2 separate regions of the Columba livia genome follow, and region 2 is linked to region 1. Evidence: chromatin contacts called from public Hi-C data. All regions are on one chromosome and are shown on one strand. Each heading gives the region's core, a stretch centred on a gene start, on an enhancer-like site or on the middle of the called end of the contact. The rest is flanking DNA. Distances are from core to core; before and after follow the strand shown. Region 1 overlaps PDE3B (phosphodiesterase 3B). Region 2 holds the start of PDE3B (phosphodiesterase 3B).

What was found. A called contact is a pair of places that touch in the nucleus more often than the background predicts.
Region 2: a Hi-C map of crop shows a contact between it and region 1, with 2.5 times the contacts expected there. The contact joins the promoter of PDE3B here to the enhancer-like site in region 1. A contact is called at or near these places in 2 of 2 Hi-C or Micro-C datasets (crop and liver).

What each region holds. Positions count from the first base shown.
Region 1 is chr5:56,105,907-56,112,710 of bColLiv1.pat.W.v2, reverse strand. The region is part of intron 1 of PDE3B (phosphodiesterase 3B); the gene reads left to right. Among named protein-coding and RNA genes, the nearest start is that of PDE3B, 57 kb to the left of the region's middle. Within about 2 kb of position 2,805, at least 3 of the 3 cell types and tissues checked have an H3K27ac peak away from gene starts, as active enhancers do.
Region 2 is chr5:56,164,063-56,171,045 of bColLiv1.pat.W.v2, reverse strand. It overlaps PDE3B (phosphodiesterase 3B), which reads left to right and starts at 4,662. Exons shown (of 15, transcript XM_065065269.1): 1 at 4,662-6,591. The coding sequence starts at 5,560.

The DNA of each region.
Region 1 (6,804 bases), core at 1,556-4,055:
AACATATGCACGTTCTATGAGATGGTAGTCAAGAGTTGAATTTGTTGATAAGGACAGAAGTAGTCACAGATGTGTAGACTTTTTTTAGGTTCGTCTCATTAATTGCTATTTCAAAAACATAGTCTGAAAGAGACTTAATAGCAGACACATTAAAAGCTATTAGAAAAAGCCTGAGAAATGAAAAAAAAATAATGGTGTTCCCCAAGGAAAAGTTATTTTGCATGCTTTTATAATATTTGATGGATTTATTGGGCATGCTACACAGCAACTTTATTGTAAATAATACTTGTCCCAAATGACAAATTATATTCTCACTGCCGATGTTGTACTCTGTAGGCATTTGTGTAATTTTCACTATTGTGATGATTTTGCTAAAAATGTCTTGCAGTTTGGAATAACATCCCAATACTTTTCTGCTTGTATAGAGAAGGCTGGTGAGCTATTCTTATTATCACACAGTCACTAGAAGAAACCCGACTCATCTTGACCTCCTTCTTTTGTGTTAGTATCTCCATTGGAGTCATGCTATCAAAATGGAAGAAAAAAAAAATTGTGTTGTCTGGGTATTTTTAAGATCAATTCAACCTGATATATGACAAGGTTTGATTTTTTTTTTTTTGGGGGGTGGGGGAGTATCACTCATCAAAATAATAGGAAAACCTATTATAGAAACAGAAGTCAGTAAGTTACATAGAATAAGGAAGAAGCCATCTTCACTATTTTTTACAAATATCTTTAATGCTATTATTTCTTACACCTATGTTCAGAAAACTTTGCAATAAGAATGTTGTATGTAACTGTAACTTGTGCTCTGTGAACATGGTAGCAAAGTGGCTTTGAGAGTAAGTCAAAACATTAGAGTGAAAATGGGCCTTTGGATATGATTTTCCATTACCTTTGTGTATAGTAGGTTATACAGTTATGTCTTCAAGTGTGGGAGAGTCCTGTGATAGTTTGAACAGCGGAATGGAACATAATTAATGAAAACGACGATTAAAAAAAGATTCTGTAGTTTTAGAGATACTGATTGTGGGACAAAGATGATTTTTCTTTCCTGGAAGTGTACCTTTAGCTGGCATATTAGCTGATTGTGAAATTCACCTGATGTCTACATCAAGTGAATCAATTTCAGGAGGATGTGCTTTTAAATGTTATAAAAAACATAGCACTTCACAACAACTTCTATAGTTTTAGGGTGCTGGGGTTTCTTTTTCCTTCTTTTAACTGAAATCTGAGCTTGTTCATCCCTCAGTCTTTTCATAGAGAAATTTTTCACAAGATTAGTAACTGGTAACAACGGCCAGAGGCATCTGACTGCGGACTCTTTTCCTAGACAGATGAGTTTATCATAAGACAAGTGGAATGGTGCACATGGCTCTCCCCGTACTGCTAGTGGAGATTCCTCTGTTTGCTTTGCACAGCTGTCTAGGCAAGACTTGCCATTTGGGGGACAAAGTGAATCTCCCCATGTAGTTTTATTTAATGTAGTTATCATCTAATGGACAGCAAGTGGGAAGGCATCATTGTTCTTTTGTTTAGAACAGCATCACAACATTACTACATGGGGAAAAAAATTCTGTGTTCTTTCAAATCTGCTGCCATTTGAGGTTTTTCTCAGCTGCTTATGAAACTGCCAACTAAAGTACTACTTAACGTGAATACAGAAGAGGAAAGTAAATTGGCACTTTCTGTAGAATGGAGCAATTTGCATTCCCTTTTTCTTCTCTGTTTCTGACAGCAATCTGTAATACATTCTTCAGAGTTCCAATATTTTTTCCCCCAAGAGATCTCATCTTGTATTTCCTGGCACTTCAACCAGAAACTTGTCCATTAAGATATTTTTATTATTTAATACTGATTTAACTTTCACTAACACAATTGCTCTTGTAATCAGGCTCATAACTATACTCTCTCATCTGTTTTTAAATTATTGCTTTTAATTCTCTAGCTTGAGCAACTGAGAATTGAGGCAGTTCAATCCCCATGTATAACTTCCAACAACAGCACTGCAGCAATATTTGCTTTCCTTTATGACATTATGTCTTCTTTGGCTTCTTGACCATTTTCTTTCATCTTACTTCCCTAACTTCAGTCATTATCTTTCTTGATTGGATAAGTTATTGAAAGAAAACAACACTGACTTGTGTAAAGCTTGTTCCTTGTGGTTATTTTGTAAATAAAAATCCTTAAGGCAATCAAATGAAAAATGGCCATGTTTAGTGAATTGGAGGTTTTGTTATGCTGAAGGTGCTGTGTCTCTGAAGGAACTATCCCGGGGGATTTGAAAGTATGGCCTCGTAGTCTGAAAAAAACTGTGTCTTGTGACTGAAGTTAGCTGGAGAACCACTATAAGCTTTTGAAAAACTGTTCAGTGAGTAGACTGCATGACAGTGTTGCTGATTGTTTACTTCCTCACTGTATGAATTTGGTGCTGACAGATTCAGAATGAAAGGGAACTTTGCATAATCTCTATTTAATTTGTGAACTGCCTTTGTATATGATATTCGATCTGTAATAAGTTTACATGGATTATGAGAAGATGATCAGAGAAATGCAAAGGTGAAAAATCTATTGACCTTTGTAATATACGACATACAATATATGGTTTTCTTGAGCTGTGTTGCTGAGGCTGAAAGAATATTCTGAGAACTAGCACTGTTTGCTTAAGAATATTCTTATCTTGAAGTGGCTGCTGTTGTCAGTGGCAAGATACTGGACTAGATGATCATTTGGTCTAATTCACTTGATATGAACCATTCTTGCATTCATATTAATTTTGGCTGAGTTGTACAGTTTAATTTTGTGCTGCTCGTTTCAGAGGGAGACGTGGGGAGAGAGAAGCAATCTAAATCAATAGAAGGGAAAATTGTTTCATCTCTAGTAAGTGGGTTTAGTTACTGCTTTAAGAATATATCAGCCTACAGTAAAATGCTTCAGCTCATCCTTCTATTGCAGAAAGATAAAATTTAAGCTTGCTCTCTCCATCTGTTCCAGCACCAAAGATTAACAGTGTGTCAACACCAAAGGAAATGCTTTTACTATAAATAATTGTAAAATAATGCCAATAGGTGAATGTGAAAAGGATGTTTTGGGAGCAATTTCTGAATTTTGCTTTTTGTGAAATAGACACAACATTTAAAAATGGTTTTAGGTTTTGGATGACAGTAGAAGTAGCACAGAGAGCTGGGATACCGAAGCAACTGTATTGGATCAGAGCAGTAATCCACCTAGCACTCTTTCTTTCCTTTGATGGTGATTACAACCACATGCTCTAAAGGAAAATGCTTATAATGGGCAATTAAAGGATCTGCACATGGCAGGTTTTTTTTCCTCTGCCCTCCCTCCCCCAGTTGCCATAAATTACTGGTTGGCCTTTACTCTGACACATAAGTCTGACAAAACCTAGAAGGAACAGGAAATGACCTAAGTGTGGTTTTAGCCAGTTTTTTTTTTCATTACCTGCATAAGAAGAAAAAAATCCCCTACTTTCCCTTAACAGACAAAAACACCTTTTAGAACCCATTTGAATAATTTGAAGATGTTAATAAATATTAAAAGGTAGATCGGAGCAAACATAGCAAGCAAGAAGAAAACTGAAAACTCTCTACAGCAGACAAAGTAGAAGCTGACCTGCTGATACTCCTGGCTACAAAAGCAGAAGTAAAGCAAAAACCCAACCAAATAAAAAAATACTTTTCTGCTTGCAGGAGGAAGATTAATATGCCTGCTGAAGGCTTTTTTGAAACTTTAGCGTAACAGTGGAGCATTTTTGCTCTGTTTTTCTATCTGTGCTGACAACGAAGTTACTGGAAACTGTAACTGAACAGGTGAAGACTATAAAGAGACTTGTTAAAGTTTACTCAGCTGCAGGTGTTGTCCAATTGTATTTGCAGGGAAGATGAGCATACTGTGGAGTCTGGTGAAAATATTATGCTGACCAGACACCTGTATGTTCCAGTGTTGTTCTTATGTGTCCAGCCAAATATGTTGCAGATACTCTTCAATGCTCATAGTAGAATTTACTAAAGCAAGTGAGTAGAAGTGAGTCTTTTTCCACTGAAGGAAGACTTTAGACTTCTTAAAAAGTGAAGACAGCACCTTTTATGAAAGAGCTTAGTAGAATCAATGGCAGAGTCTAGGATAGGGGATCTGACTTATTCCTTCAGTATGTGTATCCAAACCTCAGAACCATGAAAGCACACTCAGCTTCTGTTCAAAGATTGTGGCTATCTGCAGACTTCACAACTTATTTACCATTTTACAGCCGTGGATAAGTAATGTATAGAGTCAGGAAGTGATAAGTGTTAGGATTCCAAAAATATTCTAGTTTTTTCCTGTCCCATTTATATTCATGGGAAGGTTTAGTGGATGTAGAAATATTATCATGACTCTAAATGCCTTAAGTATAATATTGAATGCTATTCCAAGTGCTGTATTTTGTCTTGATTTCAATAATCTGCTCAAGTGGCTGTTGGTTTAGCCTGCAAGGTTTCACAACAGAATGTTGTCTGTGTTATCTAGATAATGCCACCCCTACTTTGAGACTAATTCTTTGGTTGCTTCACCTTTAGTCTCATCTTGAATCCAGTTTAACTGCTTAAAAACATACTGTTTTTCAAAAACTACCTTTTCTATATAGAGAGGGAAAAAATCCAAATAAATAAAACAAGACTTCCAGGTTTGCATACTGCTGTGTTTGTTTTTGTATCATTAAATTACATGGGTTTAAAAAGCTAATTGATTGTAAGTTGCTACGGAAGACCGATTTAGAAGCGGAAACAATGAATCTAGCATAAGTCTTGATTGAAAGGCAGTCATGAAAAGAAATGAGTATGTAACGTTTTTCATATTTTACAATAAATCAGTTTTTCATCTGGTTGTAGAATTTCACTTTTGAATGAAGTGATTTTTTAGAGAGTTGATTTCTGAATCAAGTTGCTATGGTGTTGGTTTCATTGTTTGGCTAATTCTATGCTTGGTTGCTATGGAAATATTTATTTACGGAGCTAATGCCTAATGGTGTCAAACAGATGCTACTAGCAACTAGGAATCTTTTAGATTTGATCAATGAAAGACTCAGTCAGAAGTAGCAACTCACTTTTGTACCGTTTTTCTCTCAAGATTTTGGAGCATGGAACATGAATGGGTGGTGTCAAAGAGGGCAAGTTTTCTTTTCTTAACAAACATTAATGCGCACAGTGAATCTCCTGAACAGTATCATAATTGAAACTAAAACTTCCCACTGACCTAGCTTAGGCAATCAAACCGCAGTGTTACAAATCTTAACACTGTGAACGGCCTTAGATGTGCGCATTTCAGCTTGGGGTATGAGACGTATATTATATTCCAGTTTTAAAATAGATTTTTAGATTTCTAAGCTCTGAAACTTTTTTTTTGGTAGCTGTGTATTTTAAATCTCTACTGAAGTATTAATATGGTCCTTAGTATAACTTTGCACAAACACAAGGAATTATTGAGTAGCTAAGATAATATGATTTTCTGTTTTGTAAGTTAAATTATTTTGAAAATATCATTACACGGATATCTAGCCAAATATAGTTAGTCGAGCATTACAGTGTTTTTAAAAGAAATCTAAAAGTGCGTAGTGTACTTTTGCAATAATTTTGGTGGTTTGTAACTTGAGGAAAGTAAAACCCATAGGCTTTTATTGCAGTCAAACCTGTAGAAGTTTAAAATACTCCTCCAACATGACTTTAACCAAATGGCACTCGTGCAAAGAAAATCCAAAAGAACTCCACTATCCATGGCATCAACTTGTTTCTGAAAGACACATCTGTGACAGGCCCCGGAAGCACTGGCTGCACCATGATAGAAAACACAACTTTTAGACAGAAAAATCATTAAAAAGAAAACAAAAAACCCTGAACCTCTGCCAGTTTTCATTGACTGTCTTCTCCCATTTCTCATCTGTTTTGAGTTTATTTAGACTGTAAGCTTCTCAGATGGATGCTTTTTTCTTTTTCTTTGTAAAAATTAGTATTGCTTGTTCCTATTGCTGTTTGAACTTTAAGCTAAATTAGAGAAGATCTTTATTACTGTTACCTTTTGTTCTTTTTTAAACAAATGTTTCTCATATTGCTGACAACATGTGCATTGCAAAAGTGCCATCCTTATGTTTTGGTAGTTCATGGGTTAATATTCAACAATCAAGGCCTTTGCCTCTTTTTCAGTGAATAGATGGATTGCGAACAATGTCGGATAAGTTGATTCTGAAATTCTTGTGTTCAAATTGTGTGGCAGTTCGTCTGGAGTATATGAAATACTGTTTTCATTGTTTGAGAAAATATAAACAAAGGTTAATATTGATTACTACTGTCGATTTTCCTGCATATTTCCAGTAAGTAATATGTGTTTAAAATCTCCTTAGATTTAACTGAACATTCATCAATCTAAATACAGTGTTCATTCTTCAGAATAGCAAGTCTGTGGAGAATTTGTTGAGCTTTAACAACTTTTTTAGCCTTAAAATAAGTATTTCCAGTGATTTAAATTCTCTCTGTTGATACTCCTAGCCTGTTTTGAGTGACGTGTTTCAATTTGACCTAAACCCATCACTGGCTGATGGCGGCCAAATTGGAAAAGGTCACTTGTACTTAAAGGGTTTTTGTAAACTGGTTTGTCTTCTTTTAATTGGGTTGAAATGTATTTCACAGGCTAAATGGATTCAACTGGTATAAGTAAACGTAATACAGTCCATGACTATTAAAGAACAAGGCATAGTACTGCGTTATGTGTGGTTTTGTTTTGGTTTGGATTAGGCAATTACATAAAATGAGGAAGGTC
Region 2 (6,983 bases), core at 3,413-5,912, 56 kb before region 1:
ACAGCTTGGATCATCACACTGATACTTTCCTTTGCCTCTAACAGTGGCATATCATAGCAGCTGTCTTTCTAGTGCTATCACCTACACTTCATAAACTGACAAACGCGATATCCACTAGAGACATCTTATCATACAAGGAACAACTTCTTTTCCACTAGTCCTTTCCTTTTTTTTTTTTTTTTGCCATGTCCTGGTTTTTGACAAATTAAACTAAAAGATGTAATTTGTAGTAACTTGGACTTTGCTGCCACATACTGAAGATCACAATGTTGTGACTTACCTTCGAAACTGACGGCTTTGCTTACTGTGGAATGCAACTGGCTCTCTCTTTTCCACCCTCAGACATGACAAACATGCTAAGGACACCCTATTGCAAGTATACTGACAGCATGCATAGTGAATACGCTGGCACAAGAAGCCTCTTTTACCTGTGGTCTTTTAATTCCCTTAGTAACTACATCTTGGAATCCTTCACCCACTTGTTTCCACTATGTCTGGTTGCCTACAAACCACCGCAGAACCCTGTAGGCCTTTAGTGCTGAAGACATACAAACATCTCAGCAATCGATATCATAGCCTGCTTTTAAAGGACAGATAACTATGAGATCATCCAAGCAGCTCTAGTTGCTAGCTGCGGCACAACAAAGCAGCCACAGTGTTTGCCGCAGTATAACTTAGAATGATAATACATAATGCTGGTGTTTCTCCAAACATTCACTCAAGTTTGGTTAAGACTTCTGATTTCACTTAGAGTACCACACTTGTATGGGGCTTCTAGAGGTGTAATATTTCTTTTGTTTGTTGGTTGAGTATTTTTATTAACTGATTATGGCAGTAATAATGCCATTTCTTTATTTATTCAAGCACATGATGTTAAACTGATAACAAAGTTGAGGCACAGACAGTTACTGCCTGCATCATCTTAAATGTCTTTACATTAATTTATAAACTAATTTCTCAAATTGTAATATTCAAAGAAAAAGTAATGAAAAACATGGCATTCAGACATCAACTTCCTCATGGATATGAATGAAAGAAAAGGCGCAAATGCAGTAACTCATTAACTCAGAGCTCCAATACAAGATATGTCCCACTTTTTTCTTTTCTTTTTTTACATACACTCTACCCTACATCAGTAGTCAGGTAGCAGAATATTGTTCCCTGAACAAGGGATCAATTCATCCATTCTTCAATCATACACAAGAATTTCTACGTAAATGATCCCAGATTATGATTAGAAAGCCAAGCTATTTAAACCACGTAGCTGGTTTAAATTTCTTTTGTTTCCAATTTCAAAAGACACTTTGTTTAAAGAACTTGATTACATCTAAGTCCATTATTAAAATGAATCTCAAACAGAACAGATGCATTTTGGCCAAGATAAAGTTCAGTCTTTGAGAAAGCTGTCAACCATATCTGGGACAATTTTGTCACAGAAATACACAAAAAGGAGAATCTGGAAAGCACTGATGTGTCTCATAACTTCCTGAAATATTACCCTGTGAAAGTTTCCAAGTTAGGCACCATATTGTTAATCTCTTTCCTGATGTAAAAAGGGCAAGGATTACAGGCAAGGCACAACTACATATAATAATAATTAGATCTAATTATTATTAATTTGATTAATGCAGTATGGAAGGCTTGAGGAGAAACTTTAAAGAGGACTTCCTAGAATTTGATTAACCTTCCAGTGTTGATTGTATCAGAAAGCACAAAATGGTTTTATGAAGAGCTGGGCAGCTGTGTCCAAAGTTGTTAAACAGATGCAAAAGTTGTCCACATAGTGAGAAACTGATCAGAATCACGGGACTAAATTAGGAAGGAATAACCAAGTATTTGTATTTGATGTGTCTGAAGAACGGGAAACAGCAAAGGTACTTTATGGTGAAAACCACAGAAATTGTGAACAGAGCTGATCCCTGTGCATACCAAGATTATAGGGCACGCAATAGCCAAGGCATCATTGACCAAAAAAAAATAAAAAAGAGCCGTGCAAACAGGAGGGAATGATTAAAACTTAGAAATATTCAAGTGGTTGTGGTAAGATTTAGACATGTTCTGGATGTGTGGGTCAAAGGAAAGAAACAGGCCAAAGAAGATGCCAAGATTACAGCCCTGAGTGAAGAGAGTCATGGTTATATTCTCTGTTCTTTCTGGTTATTCTGTTTCCGAACAGAGAATGGACAATGAAAACAATAACTCAACATTCTGAAATATTATAGTCAAATTTTAATTTAGAAACTTACCTAATAGCTACTCAAGACATAGTCTTGAGTCAAGGCCATAGTATCAAGAGGCATTGTTGCACAGGTGCAGGCATTGTATCATATGGTACCTTAAGAATCAACCAAAATCACCAAACTACCTATTTTCTTTTGTTAGAGAAAGTGGAAGATGACAAAAAAAATACACTACCCTGAAATTAATCTCTTCATTCCAATTTAAATAAACACTTTATATTATTCTGTATTTCTTTAAGAAATAGTAAAGGAAAAGGCAATTTTTTATTCTAGAAAAGAAATCTGTCACAAGGAGAGATTTAGTTAGCGTTCATCTATAATAATTTATAGTTGATGCTAAATTACTCAAACCAAGTTTTCTTTATACTGAAATTGTTCATGATTAGCTTGTAAACTACTCAGGACAGGGGCCTGGAATATGCTAGGAAGAGTATTAGGCAAGAGAGATGCTACTGGAGAACAACTATATTCCCATTACATTTTGGAATGAATCGTATATACATTTCTTCAGAGTGTTTTTGCACAGACATAGCACTGAAAGAAAAGCCAACTAATTCATTATGATCTGAAAACAAATAAATAGCAAGGTGGTGAAAAATATTGTTGATACTAAGTTACTGAGGGTAGTGAAAATAGAGCTGGCTGAGGGAATCTGCATAAGGCCTTACAATCCTGAGTGCATAGGTGGGTGAAACTTAATGTAGATAAACACAAAATAAACACAGGAAAAAAATCTATCCTTACCTGTAAAACTATCTAGTGGATATAGATGTTAACAGTCAGAAAACAGATCCTGGAATCTATGCAGTTAATGCTATGACAACAGTGTTCAATGTTTGTTGAATGTTTAACAAAACAACATTCAACATTGCTCAGTTTATGTTTTGTCACTTCCCTAATAAAGCAAACCAAATAAATGGCAAGAATTATAAGGAAAGGACTGAATAATGACATGAAAGCCATTATTTGGACTGCTTGTGTCTTGACTACTGTGTGTAACTCCTGGTCTCCTCATCTCCAAAAGCATATAGTAGTGTTCAAAAAATAAATGATGAGTTGAAGAGAAAAGGTGACCAGAGAGCAACCGTTCATTGTTTCTACCAAAATGAGAAGAAGAGAAACTAAGACAGATAGGAAACTTTAAAAAAAAACCAAAACCACATTTGACACAATGCACAGTCAAGTTGCATTGATCAAGGACCTGCAGATGCCCAAAGCCTACGTGGTCTTAAAAAAAACATATGATTGTGCAAATTTGTGAGATAAAAATCTATTGGGAACAGTTAAAAACAAGATACCACTTCTGATTCAGAAAGTGCTAAAGCCACAGACAGTGACAGTCAGGGATCATATGATGCCCTATCTCTGTCATCTTCCTTAGGGACTTTCTAGTGCTCACTGTTACAGACACATATACTCAAATATGATGTTTTAACAAAGACTACACTATCTAATTGTTTCTGAAATGCATTTATTTATAGCTGAATTCAAGGGAATTGAACAATAAAGGATAGGCATAATAGGAAGATACATCTTAGCCTTGAAAACATTTACGTAGACACTTGATTGTGGTCCAGTTGACATAATTAATATATGAAATACATGTAAGAATATAACCCCCAAAGGAACTTCACATTTTCTCATTTGAAAACTTTTTAACGCATTTTTTTACCATCATACTGGTCCTAGTGTACCAAGCCGGGAGAGAATTTATCTTGCTTTTTTTTGGTAAGAGTGTAGGTGTACCACGGTATTAAAATTCCATCAATTTCATCTGCCTCTTGAAAAACAAATCATTACTTATTTCCACCTTCCTATGCACAATCATTGCGTATTGTATTTTCCGTTAGAAATCATGCTGGACGATTTCTGCACATTGTGAACTTTCAGGCCCGTGTCCTGCAGCAGCACTTCCTGCTACATCAGCTTCCCCAAAGCAGCTGCTGCTCCAGTGTATTCAAAAGCAGCAAATCACAAGCAATGGCACCAAGTCATTTCAATAATTCCCTGTTTCAATAAGCAAGCAAAAAGTGCAATCACCGACTTACCTGATCTGATTTCTAAACCAATTTAAGAAAAGCAGTACAGTATTATGTGGAAACATGGCTCAAATGACATTTAAGTAACAAGGAAAAGATGCACAGTTAAAATTAAAATTTCAAAAGTACTAAACAGTTACTCTTCCAGAAACAAACAAACAGGATGAACTGAGCAAAAGCATTACTCAAAATCCCATTAGGTGCCTATTTTCACTTACAGCAGCCTCAACACTTTAAAAAGTCTGGTCCAAAATGATTACTTTGATCAATTCCAAAGGGATTAGTTGTTCAAAGCCTCAAACCTAATCGAGCAATGCAGTCTAATTTGAAATTTAGTTAACAAAGACTGAAAATGTGTAGAAAGATACTCTAATCCATACTTACTTTTCAAGTGTTTAAAAAAAAAAAAAATAAAGGTCCTTAAAGGGAAAACACCTCGATACTCTTTGTGTGCTTTAAAGCCCGTACTAGCAACTTTTTCGTGGTGTCTCAAGACAAAAAGACAAGCCAGGAAAGTTGAAGCAGCTCAGCGTTTCTGTCCGTTCCGCGGCTGCGGCGCGGGGCCGAGGCCGGTTCCGCCCGCCCGGGCTCGCCGGGCCCGGCTCGCTCCCCACACGCTCCCCGCGTGGGCGGCTGGCTGCCGCGCGGGACCTACATGGCTTTGAGAAAGAGCTGCGTGGTACACACGGACGGCGCGGCTCCCCGGGGCCCGGCCGCGCTGGATCGCTCCGCTGGCCGCGGCGAGCGCCGCTCGGGGTGCCCGGGCCCCGCCTGTCGCCGCGGGGCGCTGGGAAGCGGCCGGTGGCTCGCGACGGGCGCGCCTCCCCCCGCCCCCGCTCCTCGTGCGGCCGTTAGCGCGTGGCAGTTAGCGCTGCAACCGCTCCCGGGGCGCGTGCCGCCGCAGGCGTTTCCGCGCGCGCCGTGTGCAGCGGCGTGAGGAAAAGCGGGCGGGCGGGCGGGCGGCGGCCGTTCCCGCCTCACTCCCACCGCCGCCGGGGCTCCGCCAGCGGCCGCTGCTGCCTGTCAGCGCTGGGAGGCGACAGCGAGTCCCTGCCGCTGGATCCGTCCGGGGAAAGCGAACGAGCGAGCGAGACTTCTACCTTTTTTTCTTTATTTCCCCGTCTTTGCCACCATGCTGCGGACGCCGCTGCCCGACAAGGAGAAGCGGCGGCTCAGCCCGGCGCCTTTCTCTTGAGGAGATGAGGGAGGCGAGGCCGGGCCGGAGCTAGCGCGACCCGCGCGTCTCCCTCGTCCTCCCCCCTCCCGCGCCTCCGACCACCATGAGGGAAGAGAGAGAAGCCGCCGCGGCCGCCTCCCCCACCGGACCCAGCAAAGCCCCGCAGCGCTGCCAGCACCCGGACGGGAGCGGGGCGTTTGCCCCCCTGGCGCTCCCCGGCGGCGGCGGCAGCAGCCCGGAGAGCCTGCGGAACGGCTACGTGAAGAGCTGCGCGACCCCCCTGAGGCAGGACCCTCCGAAGAGCTTCCTCTCTCTCCTGCTGTTCCCGACCGCCGCCTCCTCGTCCTCCTCCCGGGCTCTGCTCAGTCTGGGCGCCCTGGCCGCCCTTGTCCTCTCGCTCCTGGCCTTTCACGGCCGGGGCAGCGCCGGGGGCCAGCAGGACGGGAGCAGCTGGCGGAGCCTCCGGCCGCTGAACGCCTTGCTGTGCCTGTCCCGCTGCCTCAGCCCCCTTTTCAGCATCGCCTGTGCCTTCTTCTTCCTCACCTGCTACCTGACCGGCGACAGGCGCGGGGAGCCCGGCGGCGGCACGACCCGCTGGTGGCTGCTGGCGCTTCCCGTGTGCTGCTACTTGGGGGACTTCGTGGTGCTGCAGTGGCTGCTGCCCGCGGAGGGGCACGAAGACGAATCCCAGCACCCCGCCGAGCCGCAGATGGTCCTAGGCAGGCTCCTGACAGTGCTGGGCTCGGTGGCAGCGCTGACCCTGCTGCAGAGCTCGCTGAAGTTGCGCCGGAGACTCCTCGTTTTGGTCTTCTCCAGCCTGGTGTGGCTCGCGTCGCTCACCAGCCTTCACTCGCTGCCCCCAGCCCTCCGACCGCTGCTGGCCGGCTCGGTCGGGGTGGCAGGCTGCCTCCTGGCACTCTGCGTCGGGGAGCACGGCATCTTCTCGGCTCAGAGCCGAGAAGCGCACTACCAGCATCATCACCACCCTCGGCTCCCCAGCGTGGAGGAAAAAGTGCCTGTGATCAGACCCAGGAGGAGATCTAGCTGCGTTTCCTTAGGGGAAACTTCGGCCAGCTACCATGGCAGCTGCAAAATGTTTAGGAGACCCTCGTTGCCTTGCATTTCCAGAGAGCAGGTAGGTTTCTCCGAAACTGGAGGGAGAAACTTTCTGAGGAATGAGCGCCACTCGCTTTTCCGAACTGCGGTGTATGTCTGTGCTGGATGTCTGCTGTCAAACTCCAGTTAGAGGAATGGAGGAAAATGTTAGTCCCGTAGCGAGTTTCTCAACTCGGTTCTGCAGAATCGATTTAATCCTTTACGTCTGCAGAGAAGCTAAATCATTATAATGTGTTTTCTGTAGGATAGAAGGCTCGTTCGCTTTTCATACGATCTTAAATATTAAAAAGTAGTTCTTATTGGTTAAAACAAAACCCCAAAACACACATCTTCAGCTGTGAGCTACCTTGTTATTTTGTTTGTTTCTTTTCCAAAGCCCACCACCTCCTCCAGTTCTGGCAGAATTAACAA